Linked DNA regions of Mus musculus: regions 1, 3 and 4 are each linked to region 2. The links are chromatin contacts, called in public HiChIP or PLAC-seq and promoter capture Hi-C maps. All regions are on one chromosome and are shown on one strand. Each heading gives the region's core, a stretch centred on a gene start, on an enhancer-like site or on the middle of the called end of the contact. The rest is flanking DNA. Distances are from core to core; before and after follow the strand shown.

The links. Promoter capture Hi-C pulls out the DNA fragments that hold promoters and counts their contacts. HiChIP or PLAC-seq counts read pairs in DNA pulled down with a chosen protein or histone mark. Capture Hi-C pulls out chosen DNA fragments and counts their contacts.
Region 1: a contact with region 2 is called in a promoter capture Hi-C map of trophoblast stem cells, with 4 times the contacts expected there. The contact joins the enhancer-like site here to the promoter of Spata32 in region 2. A contact is called at or near these places in 6 of 39 promoter capture datasets (embryonic stem cells, liver, pre-B cells and 2 more), 2 of 484 Hi-C or Micro-C datasets (the G1E-ER4 cell line and large pre-B cells), 1 of 115 datasets of contacts at active chromatin or transcription factors (embryonic stem cells) and 1 of 9 other capture datasets (pancreatic islet).
Region 3: an H3K4me3 HiChIP or PLAC-seq map of bone marrow-derived macrophages shows a contact between it and region 2, with 5 times the contacts expected there. The contact joins the enhancer-like site here to the promoter of Spata32 in region 2. A contact is called at or near these places in 2 of 39 promoter capture datasets (both in liver), 1 of 484 Hi-C or Micro-C datasets (the G1E-ER4 cell line), 1 of 115 datasets of contacts at active chromatin or transcription factors (bone marrow-derived macrophages) and 1 of 9 other capture datasets (liver).
Region 4: a contact with region 2 is called in a promoter capture Hi-C map of liver. The contact joins the promoter of Dcakd here to the promoter of Spata32 in region 2. A contact is called at or near these places in 2 of 39 promoter capture datasets (embryonic stem cells and stem cell-derived epiblast-like cells), 3 of 115 datasets of contacts at active chromatin or transcription factors (bone marrow-derived macrophages, effector CD8 T cells and memory CD8 T cells) and 3 of 9 other capture datasets (adipose tissue, liver and pancreatic islet).

The regions. Positions count from the first base shown.
Region 1 is chr11:103,459,643-103,462,509 of GRCm38.p6, forward strand. Lrrc37a (titin-like) reads right to left here. Exons shown (of 14, transcript XM_011249376.2): 8 at 1,119-1,237. Among named protein-coding and RNA genes, the nearest start is that of Gm39397, 40 kb to the left of the region's middle. Within about 2 kb of position 1,454, at least 3 of the 459 cell types and tissues checked have an H3K27ac peak or open chromatin away from gene starts, as enhancers often do. A contact at or near this core is called in trophoblast stem cells, where this site is marked.
Region 2 is chr11:103,217,100-103,219,799 of GRCm38.p6, forward strand. It overlaps Spata32 (spermatogenesis associated 32), which reads right to left and starts at 1,333. Exons shown (of 5, transcript NM_177801.3): 1 at 1,243-1,333. The coding sequence starts at 1,255. It overlaps Gm51920 (a long non-coding RNA gene), which reads left to right. Exons shown (of 3, transcript XR_003949777.1): 3 at 1-89. Gm34823 (a long non-coding RNA gene) reads left to right here and starts at 1,511. Exons shown (of 4, transcript XR_389061.4): 1 at 1,511-1,570; 2 at 2,154-2,315. Map3k14 (mitogen-activated protein kinase kinase kinase 14) reads right to left here. Exons shown (of 16, transcript NM_016896.3): 16 at 2,665-2,700.
Region 3 is chr11:103,443,104-103,445,803 of GRCm38.p6, forward strand. No RefSeq gene overlaps it. Among named protein-coding and RNA genes, the nearest start is that of Gm39397, 23 kb to the left of the region's middle. Within about 2 kb of position 1,413, at least 40 of the 459 cell types and tissues checked have an H3K27ac peak or open chromatin away from gene starts, as enhancers often do. A contact at or near this core is called in the G1E-ER4 cell line and bone marrow-derived macrophages, where this site is marked.
Region 4 is chr11:103,015,755-103,018,454 of GRCm38.p6, forward strand. It overlaps Dcakd (dephospho-CoA kinase domain containing), which reads right to left and starts at 1,393. Exons shown (of 5, transcript NM_026551.3): 1 at 1,296-1,393.

The sequences.
Region 1 (2,867 bases), core at 204-2,703, 240 kb after region 2:
TAGTGTCTGTATGTGCATGACATGTGAATATAAATATAAATATATATATATATACACATACATAGGCACTACATATGGAGTGTTTCTATATTCACACACACATACACTATTATATATAGTGTCTATATGTGCATGATGTGTATATATAAATATAAATACACATATATAATACATACATACATACATACTACATATGGAGTGTTTCTGTATTCACATGTACAGACACTATATATATATATAGTATATACACACATAGACTGTATATATAGTGTCTGTATATGCATGATGTGTACAGGTACATGTGTGTGATGGTTTGAGTGTGGAGGTCAGAGGGCAATTCTGCAGTTTATTCTTTCCTTCCACCTTTCTGTGGGTTACAGGGGTTGAGTCTCAGTCACCAGGTGTGTGTGGCAGGCATCGTGAGCCTCTGATCATCTCTCTGGCCCATAGAACAGGCATGCTTTTAAGTAATGAAATAACATCTGGGAGCCCAATTTCCATAAGGGAGAAATTCACAAGTTTGGGGAGTTATTATTCTGAGTGAATGGATGGAAACAAACAAGTCTATCATTAGTTTAAAATTTAGGAACATCGCAGAAGGGAGTGGTGGCAGAAAGATGAAAAGAGCCAGAGGACCAGGAAGTCATCCATGAGACTTTTGTCTTTTATGTATGACAGGAAAGTTACACCCATGATATCTCAAATATGGTCACCTAGGTAAAGCCCAAACCAGAGCAGCATCAATAGACACGTTAAGGGGCATGGTTCACTCCCAGACAAGGCACTACAGGCAATCCCTGACTGCTGAGAGGGAGACTTACCTCTCCCAGGGATGAGACAAAGTTGGTCAGCTATGAATCATACACATACAAGCAACACCAAACAGACTCAGCAGGTTGTATGATATATTTATGCATTTATATATCTATATATGTAACAATAATAATCAAGAGAAAGGGTCAGTTTGAGAGGGAGTCAGGGGGATATGGGAGAGATTGGAAGGACTAAAGGAGGTAGGAAGGGGATTAATTTTAATTAAAATAAAATAATTTAAAAATATATTTACCAGTTAAAATTTTTATATCAAAATTAAATCATTTATCAGGCAAGAGACTCACGACAATGTGTGGTGTTTGTCAGACATCCGGTATGACAACGCAGTTTGATTGTCTTGCAGATAATCTCAATATCAGCTTTAAATTTGCAGAGGCAGCAGGCCATGCGGCTAGGTAAGATCCTACAAATGGAGCGACAGAGAATTGGGATATTGAGGTGCAGGAGAGGCAGCCCAAGGCCACCGCAGGGTCGCCGAGGAAGGAGTTCTTGAGGCATGAGGCATGGGCAGCTGGGTCTCGGAGTGTGGAGGGCCTTTTGGGGTGCTGACATTGGCCAAGGACAAGGAAATGGTCTTCTGGCAGGAATCTGGCACTGGCCGTGACACGGAAGTAAGCTTCCAATAGGAATCTAACTTTAGGCTATAATAGGGAATAGTAGGTTAAGGCAGGAATTTTAATCTTAGGGTGGAACAAAAGAAGTAGGCCTCAGGTAAGATATTGGGCTTGGACAAGGAAGTGGGTTCAAGTATTTTGGTCATTATGACAAGCTCTTTTAAACAACTGTTGCATGAGTAATCACAAGACTTTGCTTACTTCCTTGCTAGTTCCTTATTGTACTGCTCACCCTTAATGCTTGCATGTAATTAAAATGGTATAAAAAGCAGATTGGGAAAGTAAAATTTGCTTTCAGTCTCAGAATTGACTGGGGTCAGGCTACAATGTTGTCTAACTATCTTTTTTCTTTTTAATCCTCACTCCTGGGCTGGAGAACCTGTTGACTGACTGAGCGAGCTTGGTCATTGGAGACTCAGTGACAAATTGTTGCTGATACTGAAAATAATCATGGAGGGTGACAGAGGTGCTCAATAGACAGGCAAGTGTCAGGGTGGGTGTGTATGCTTAAAACAAAGATGGCGGGAGCAGACACTGATCTATAGAAGTGTCTCTTCTGAACTCAAAGGTCTCATTTGGGTTGGTCACTCACAGGAAGAAGGGTCTGAGCAAACCTCCAACCTATGGAAAATTTTCTCTATTCCTGTCATCAGAATATTAGAAATTATGTGAGGCCTCAAACAGCCTACTTTAACTCATACTTTATGGTTAAATGGTAACATGGATCACATCAGCCAAATCTGGATTATTTTTGTGTTTTATAGCTCTTTGGTATAGTGTTTGGGTGACAGTGCAAGGCCCTGGGTTTGATTTTAATATCACACACACACACACACACACACACACACACACACACACACACACTGATACACACACTATACACATGCAAACATGGACACACAGACAGATGGACACCCCCCTCCCCCCATGGACAGATGGGATTGGAGAAATAAAGACCACAGTGAAGTATAACATAATCATATCATCACATAATAAATGTGTTTCAACCACCAAGTGATATTTGCTTCAGACAAGCTTATCATGGCTTCACAGTTAGATGAGAGATGCTTGAGGGGAGAATGCATGGCGTGTGGCAGTGGGGGCCCATTAAGTGAACACCTTTCCCGCTGGCCAAGAGGATGGGATCTCAGGTCTAGGGTGCTGGAGACAACATTCCGGTGGGTCAAGTCAATTGGACCACTTCTCAAAAGGGTGGAACTACCCTACAGGAAGGGAGATACAACTTAAGCTGTGCTGATGAGACAGGAATAATTTTCCCTTTAATGAGACACTGTGTTTTTCCTTCCCAGAATCCCTGTCTGCTTTACAGCAGCTGTGGACTCTCTATGACCTCCGAGTCTTGGCTATGAAAGGTGTGATTTTTTACCTTCCTTTCTTCCTGACTCCTTCTTCTAGATG
Region 2 (2,700 bases), core at 83-2,582:
ACGGAAAGTGTTTTTAACTTGCCACCTGCCTGACCCACAAATACTTCTTTAAAAAAAAACAGTTAAGAGTACATTGTTGCTGTCTTCAGACACACCAGAAGAGATCACTGGGTCCCATCACACATGGTTAGGAGCCACCATGTGGGTGCTGGGAATTCAATTGAGGAATAGTCAGTGCTCTTAACCACTGAGCCACCTCTCCAGACCCCACAGATACTTTAAAAAGAGAAACCCCAGTAACTTGTAAGAGGGAGAAACTCACAATGGTTGGCTTTAACATTTTGATTAGTTTTTAACCTAGAATTTGTTTGTTTGTTTGTTTTTTACCTTTTTTCAAGACAGGATTTCTTTGTGTAGCTCTGGCTGTCCTGGAATTCGCCCTATAGTTCAGGCTGGCCTCGAACTTAAAGAGATTCCCCTGCCTCTGCCTCTTTAGTGCTTGGGATTTTGTTTTTGTTTTGTTTTGAGAAAAGGCCTGCGTCTGCTCTGAGGTATGCCTGGATAGAGGGACCCTTGATTTTTTTTTTAATCAGCAAATAAACTCGTCAATACTCTTGAATCAGGGATATTTATTGCTTTGATAAGGTTGAAAAGGAAATGCTGACTTTCAGCTATTAGCCACTGTATTTAAGGGCTAAGGGCAGAGATGGACGAGAGTTGTCTCTGCACCATAGTGCTCTCGACCTTGTTACCAAACGTTTTTCTTGGAAGGGACCTTAAATCTCATGACCGTTAAAACACTACGCGCACCGCACCGCACCGCACTGCACCGCACCGCGCGCACTCTTGGCTTCCCACTGTGATGACGCAAGGCCTTACCGCTCTTCCGGAAGCCCCAAGCCCGCCCATCTGAGCACGTTTCTGGCTGACTCCCGCCTCCTCCCCCCCTCCAGCGTGTTATGGGTTTACTAGCTTTGGCTATCTGATCCTTAGCAGTGTCTCACGCAGATGGATTCGGCGACCACCTTTGCAAAGACATTAAATCCCAAACCCACCACTCTGCCAAACGTGCACGCGTGCACCCGCGAATGCAATCCCATTGGAAAGTTCATTAAGACCCCGCACTCATGCAGCCCCAGCTTTTGCACAGCGAGGAATGCTGCAGTAATCAAAGGCACCCAAAGGGCTTGGCTGGGGTTAGCTTTCCTTTCCTCTCCCCAGGCCAACACCAGTTAGCTTTCCCTTTCTCCGCCTCCGCCCCGCCATTCTGGCGCCTCCCACCACTCGGCCGCCTGCTCGCACCTGTCACCCCCATGCTGCCGGAGGCTCTGTCAGGGAGGCGGGGAGCGGGCTGGTGGCTGCTGCCCCTCCGCCTCCAGTGCGCTCTTTGGCTAGCCCGGTGGAGGGGGGGCTGAAGATGATGGGGGCGCTGGCGCCTGTGATGCTGCGGCTTCTGTGACGTTCAGGCCAGGGGATATGGCATGTAGGAAACTTGAAGGTTCATGCCAATGATGTGGGTGGGAACAAGAAAGGATCTTTTGAGTCTTGGAGGTTGAGCAGACAGCTTCCCCCGCCACCCCCCCCCCCCGGACCAAGACTTGGGGCAGCTGGCCACGCCACAGTAGGCCAGGTATGTGGACAGCGGTCTTGGGTAAGGACGGGGTAGGTGGGGGCTTAGAACCTTATCTGGACAACAAAGCTGCTCCATTTTTGCGGGGAGTCTAGGATTCCTCTAAGGATGGTTGAATCTCAGTCCAAGCTGTGCATGTGTGCAGTACACACACCTGTGCATAGCTTTCCAGGGTGACCTTACAGTTTTTTTACAATTACATTTATTGTGTGTGAAAACTTTCACACCACATCCAGTGTGTGGTGGTCAGAGGACAACTTTTGGGAACAGTCACCTTCCACAGTGACTGTTCCTTTCCTGGGACTAAATTCAGGTTGTCTAGTATTAGATTCCATTGCAGCAGGCTTTAATCACAACCCCCCCCCCCCCAAAAGCTGGACACGGTAGCATAAATTCTTATTTAATTCTGGCAGTGGGGAGGCAGAAGTGGGAGGATTTCTGTGAGTTTGAGGCCAGTCTGGTTGTTCTACGTAGTGAGTTCTAGACAGTCAAGGCTACATCCCATCTCCCACCGCCCAAGTAGTTTTTTCCTTCTGAGACAAAGTCCCATGTAGCCTAGGCTGGCTTCAAATTCTTCTTGTAGCCCAAGGCTGGATTACAGGTGTGTACCATCATAGTCAGCTCATTCTAGGGGCTAGAGGCATATCAGTGCTCTTGTGTCCTCTGCCACCCTATGCTCCGTGATCAAGAAACTCCTGCTGGGCAAGTCATCACCTCACCACGCAGACGCTCAAAGTAATACCAGGTAAGACCTCTTGCCGATGGGCCTCAGGACAGGTGCAGGCAGGTGAGTGGGTCATGCAAGCCCCTCCCCTTCTGGTGCCACTGGGCTGCCTGGCCTCTTGGCCTCCTCCTTTCAGCCCAAGACTTTGGCCAGGGATATCCCTGCTGCTACAGGAGATGGGCATACCAGAGTGGAGGGATTGAGTTGGATATGACAGGTAGCAGGACAAGCAGCTCTCTGGACAGGCTGATGCCAGTCCTCGCTCCAACCACGGAGGCTTGAAGGAATCCACTCCAGCAGCTGTCAGGGTTGTGGAGTACTGCAAGCAGGCAGGCAAAAGAGGCGACATCACAGCCTACAAACACCCATCGTCATTCCAAATTTTATTGCTTATAGAACTCAATAC
Region 3 (2,700 bases), core at 163-2,662, 230 kb after region 2:
GAAGATGGACTTGAGGAGAATCACTGAACTTGGTGTTCCTCTTTCCCCTGTGACCACATTGAATAAATCCTTCTCCACTTTCTCTACTCTGTTTCTTCCATCAGCCTTCTGAGCCTAGCTTCTTTTGGGTTGCTAAGACACAGGCTTAGGCCTAGTAACACTAACAGTAGCGATTTCTAGATAACTACTACTCAAAAGTTCTTAAAGGCGGGGAAGGTCTGAGCTCCTCTTGGCTGAGGGGTGCTGTTGCGGGAAATATTAAAAAAGAACGACCTGGCACGTTCCTACACTTGTGCTGGCAACTCTCTGCCCTGGGTTGCCTGGCTGGCCATGCACTGGAAGGTAATGGCTGACCTGTTTTTTCGTGTGGAGACTCTCTGGCCCGGAGCTCCCCTAACGTCTCCACCCAGCTCACTAGGTTCCCACTGGTGGGCCGTTACCATGACAGTCTCATGCTTCAAAGCCCCCATGGTCTTTGTGGTGCACATCAGGCGAACCCATGACTTAACATGATTCGCCCCTATACCTTTTTCTCTGGACTCCAATCAAATCGCCTGGAGAAGAAAATCACCACACAAACTTAGCTCAGAAACAATGGTAGCTCAATTTCTGGGTGCAACAACTAAAACCTTATCTTGTAAGCCCTACTAAATCTGATTCCTCAGGTGGTAAGTCCTGACCGATCTGCCATGATACCAGGTAACTAGCAGCTACATGTTGCCCTTATGCTACCCCTGTACCAAAAAGCCCTAACTCTTCCCTCCTTCTTCAATTCCTCTGTCCAACCCGGAAGTCCCGCCTACTCACCCAAGTGACTGGCTCCTTTATTCATCAGAGGATTGGTTCATAAGAAGTCTCCTGAGTATGACTCACTCCTTGTCTGCAACCCCTCCCAGGAGAGCAGAATTAGCATCAAAATGCAAACAGCACCAGGCCCAAGCACAACACTTCCCCTTTCTGTTCTAATAAAAATCAAAACTTTTCTCTCAAATACAAATAAAGCACAACTATTACCACTTTGTAGTTTATAAAGTATAAGATAGACCTAATACCCAGTCCATCATTTATGTCACTAAGATAGAACATTGTCATCTATCCTAAATTAAAAGACTTATGATTCTACCTTGACTTATGTCTTGGCTTTAGATTATATGCCATCTGAAAACCATCCTCTCAAATCTATTCTCTCAAAGTAAATGCCTGGATTGTCTATGAGACTATAAGTAGTTTTTCAACCCTGTCAGAAATCTGAGAATGACTAGCATTAACTATATTAAATATATAGGAAGCCTACCACAGCTTCCAGAACTGAGACAAACTGTAGAGACAGCTGCCTCCTTATACAGCCCCAGTAAGTCAGGAAGATAGAGCATCCATCTGTTTTCAGCCTTCTGGTCCAGGATCATCTGACAGGCCTTAGAAAAACAGGAAACTAAGGACTAGCCTATTCTGTCTTGGCAGAACTAAGCTGTCCTATCCTGTAAATTGTGTCCTTTTTCTGGACAGTATTATGTTTGTAGATGAAATGAGGCAATTCTTGCCTAGTGGCTGTCTCAACACAACTGGAGCAACTCCACTGATGCTCAATTTCTTCTTTGAATCCAAGAAAGGGAAAGCTGTCAGGAGCGGACTTGTCTCAATAACAAGTGAATAAATAACATTAAATGTCACATTCTGTGGACTTCTGATGTTTTTGAAAACCAACTATCTATGTAATCTATAGTGCTTGCCATTAATTACTCTCAGCAATTTCTAATTAAAATATCAGAAAACACTCTAACAATAAACTCAGAGCCATGAATTTGCTATTTGACCCTTAACTCACAGGCTTAATCATCTCAGATCAGTTTATAATAACAGCAACAGAAGAACTGGGACTAAGCCCTGTACTTTAAAATTTTTAGTATCAATAGAAGAAATTTATACCAATGCAAACCTTAATTTTGCATCAAAATAAATTCTGTACCAAAATAAGAACTTATGACTTCAACTTAGTAACAATTGTAAAGATTTCTACCAAGTGAGATTATGGCTATACAATCAATTCTAGCTATTCCCTCCCTGTTCCAAATATGACCATTTCTACATTTCCTAGCAAGACAAACCTATAATAAGCACCTCCAGCCCCCCAAGTCCCAGGGAACTGGGTCAACGACTCTTTATAACTTCAAGCTGAATATGGGTGCTGAGATATTTTGAAGGGTGAGTAGGGAAAATGGGGGAGTTGGTTGGCTTTATGAAGGCCACACCGACCATTGTATTACCCTCTGATGTCTGTGTCCTGACTGGATCTGGCTGACAGACATGAGGAGTTCAAGCGGGTCAGTTGAGCATGTCTGACGATGAGACTCACCAAGGCTGTAATACACAAATCCCAAAACAAAATTTTAGTATCATCAAGATAACCTTTTTGTTTGATTCTCTGGAGTCTAGTTCTTCAGGGGGCCTCCCTGCATCAAATCTGACCCATATTACTTTGAAAGGTGTATAGACACTTAATCACCTTTTCTAAAAACGCAAAGACAAAAACTTTCTCCCAAATCAGCATATCCTTGAGACAATAACCAGAAAATCCTTTATTTTGACCTCTCTCCCAGAAGAATAACATAACCACAAAACTCAACATCACACCCATTTTGAAAATTAAAACAATCCAAAACAAATGAAATAAGGCCTTTTCTACTTTGCCATGCAGGATAA
Region 4 (2,700 bases), core at 143-2,642, 200 kb before region 2:
TCTCTCCCTTCATCTCCTGGCTGGTCTGTAAGAAAGCCGCCTGCCTCTGCCTCTGCCTCCCAAGTGCTGGGCTGAAAGGCGTGCGCCACCACTGCCCGGCAAAATAAAATATTCTAAACCAATACTGTCCAAAGATGTGCTTTTTTAACAGATGCTGAGGAACGGTGCAACATCAAGAGCCTCTGTTTTCTGTAAGGAAATCACCGTTTCTGGAGACACAGCACTTGCGCATTCGGTGCAGGGAACCGAGGCCGTGGCTAGGTCAAGGATGGAATTCTAACAAACTCGGCCGGAAAGCTTTGGAGTTACTCGGTGTTGGGTTCTGAATTCATTTTTGGTTGTTGCGCCATCATAAACGTTTCACTGTTGCCGCATCTTTAGCAGCTCAGTTAGCCCAGAGTCCATATGGGGTCAGCTCCCAGTTTACCAAGCTGTGGGTTAAAACATACACAACCCCACGCAAAACTCAAAATGTAAAACATCCAAATGCGCCATCTTTAAAATTGAAACACAATGGCTTGTAATTCACGGTGATGATAATAGTGGTGAAAACTATGAAGTTAACACCAGAGATGCTATCTATGTTTGCTTCCTCTGGGGCCAAAGGTCTTGCATTACGTAGCCAGGCTGGCCTGGATCCTTCGTTGAGAGCCTTTACTAGTTGATGAGTGGGAGACTCATGCCATCCACGGACCTAAATTAAACTAAAAGACTTCAGACGATCAACTAGTCTAGCTTCCCTGGGGAAGGAAGCCATGGGGGGGGGGGGGGGGGAAGGAAGGTCTGAATATCAGATGGTAGATACAAAACAGCATCTATAGGTTGCATCCCCACTTTTCAGATGGGCAAACTAAAGGTGGCAGAAGGTCACACGATTGCAAAAGGCAGAGGTTGGATTTAAAAATCGAAACTGAGTCCGACCACAGTGCTCTAAAGCGCAGAGACTTTGGCCGTAAACTCAGATTTTCCATCCTTTTCCAAGGCTATATCGAGGGAAATAACACTTGATTTCCCAGGTTTGTTATCAGGATGATGATTAAACGCGCTTGTTAGCCCCAGGTGAGCTACAAATATGTGCTTTAAAGAGAAGGGGGAAAAAAAAAAAGGCGCGCACAATGCGCCAACTCGGCCGCAGCATCCCGCGCTCCGGCGGGGGTCTCGCGCGCAGACCCCGGCCCGGCGGAGCGCCACCCGAGGAAACAAAGCGGCTGCTCGCCGCTGCCACCCGACCCGGTCCGCCCCTCCCCTCCCCCTCCCGGGGTTGGCGGCTTCCTTTCACCCGCGCCGCTACCTACCGGGTCTCCGACTCGGCCTCAGCCTCCGTCGCTAGCCCAATCTCCGCTGCGCTTACTGGCTGGCTCGCTGCACACAGGCGGGACTCGGGAGCGTGCACGCCGACCGGGCGTCCAGCCAGCGGAAGGGGCGGGACCGGAAGGCGGGGCAGAGTGCCGGCCGCGTGCAGGAGATGAGGTGGGCGTGGCCGGGCCGAGGTTTGGAGAGCTAGAGGTGGTCCAAGCTGAGTTTTTCTCTGTCTCTCTCTCTTTTTTTTTTTTTTTTTTTTTTTGATTTTTCGAGACAGGGTTTCTCTGTATAGCCCTGGCTGTCCTGGAACTCACTCTGTAGACCAGGCTCAGAAATCCGCCTGCCTCTGCCTCCCAAGTGTTCGGATTAAAGGCGTGCGCCACCACCGCTCACAGGCTGTCTTAAAACGTTTTTTTTTTTTTCTTTCCATTTTTTATTAGGTATTTAGCTCATTTACATTTCCAATGCTATACCAAAAGTCCCCCATACCCACCCACCCCTGTCTTAAAACTTTTAAGGGTTTATCAAAACTACCAGTCATCATGATCTGGACCTGACCTTTTCTTCTTTTTGAACTCTCTGTGAAATATTTTTACATGTGATGTTTTAATAATAGGACTACACTACCTAAAGTTACAGTAATTAGGAATACAGGCTGGCTTCGGAGGGGCAGATCAAGGAGGAAGGCTTCCCAACCCAGCGAGTTCCTCCAACTGTGTCAATACACTCCTTAAGTGTTTACTGTCGCTTGACCTTCATAGAACACTTTCTCTGTAGTCGGCTGCATCTCAGACAGTTGGCTACTCTTTAACTCGAGCCTTTCATCTGGCTGGCGTGCGTTCACCGCAGTCACCTCCTGTGGGGGTGAAAGCTCCAATTCGGGAGACTGCTCTTCAATATCTGAATTACTGGAACTCTTAGTTTTTGGATAATGGCTCCATCTGGTCTATTACCTGGTGTTATACCAGGCTCAGCCTTGAGGAGATAGACAGTCATATTACAATGAAAGAAATTAGGTATCCTGAATTCCTCCCAGCACAATTGGCCTTTTCCCATGTACCAAATAGTATTTATGACAGGGACAGAAATAAGAGGCCAGACCTGTCTTAAGTTATAAACCCTACTGCTTCCCATAGTTGAGGTTTTCCATACGATCTCCAGATGTCAGCCCCGGCTCCGATGCCCAGGAGCACTGGCCATGGGCACACAGCTACTTCAGATTCCATTTGCAGTAACGCAGTCTACTAATCCTGTTGAGTTCCAGTACAGGCTCTTCCCACCTCTGAGTTTGGAAATCGTCCTGTAATGTTTCTGCTCGTGGTTTTAACCCTTTCCTGCAATACATGGTTTTTCTTTACGAGAGTTTCCCACCCATTCCCTCTGTATGTCCTGTTTTGA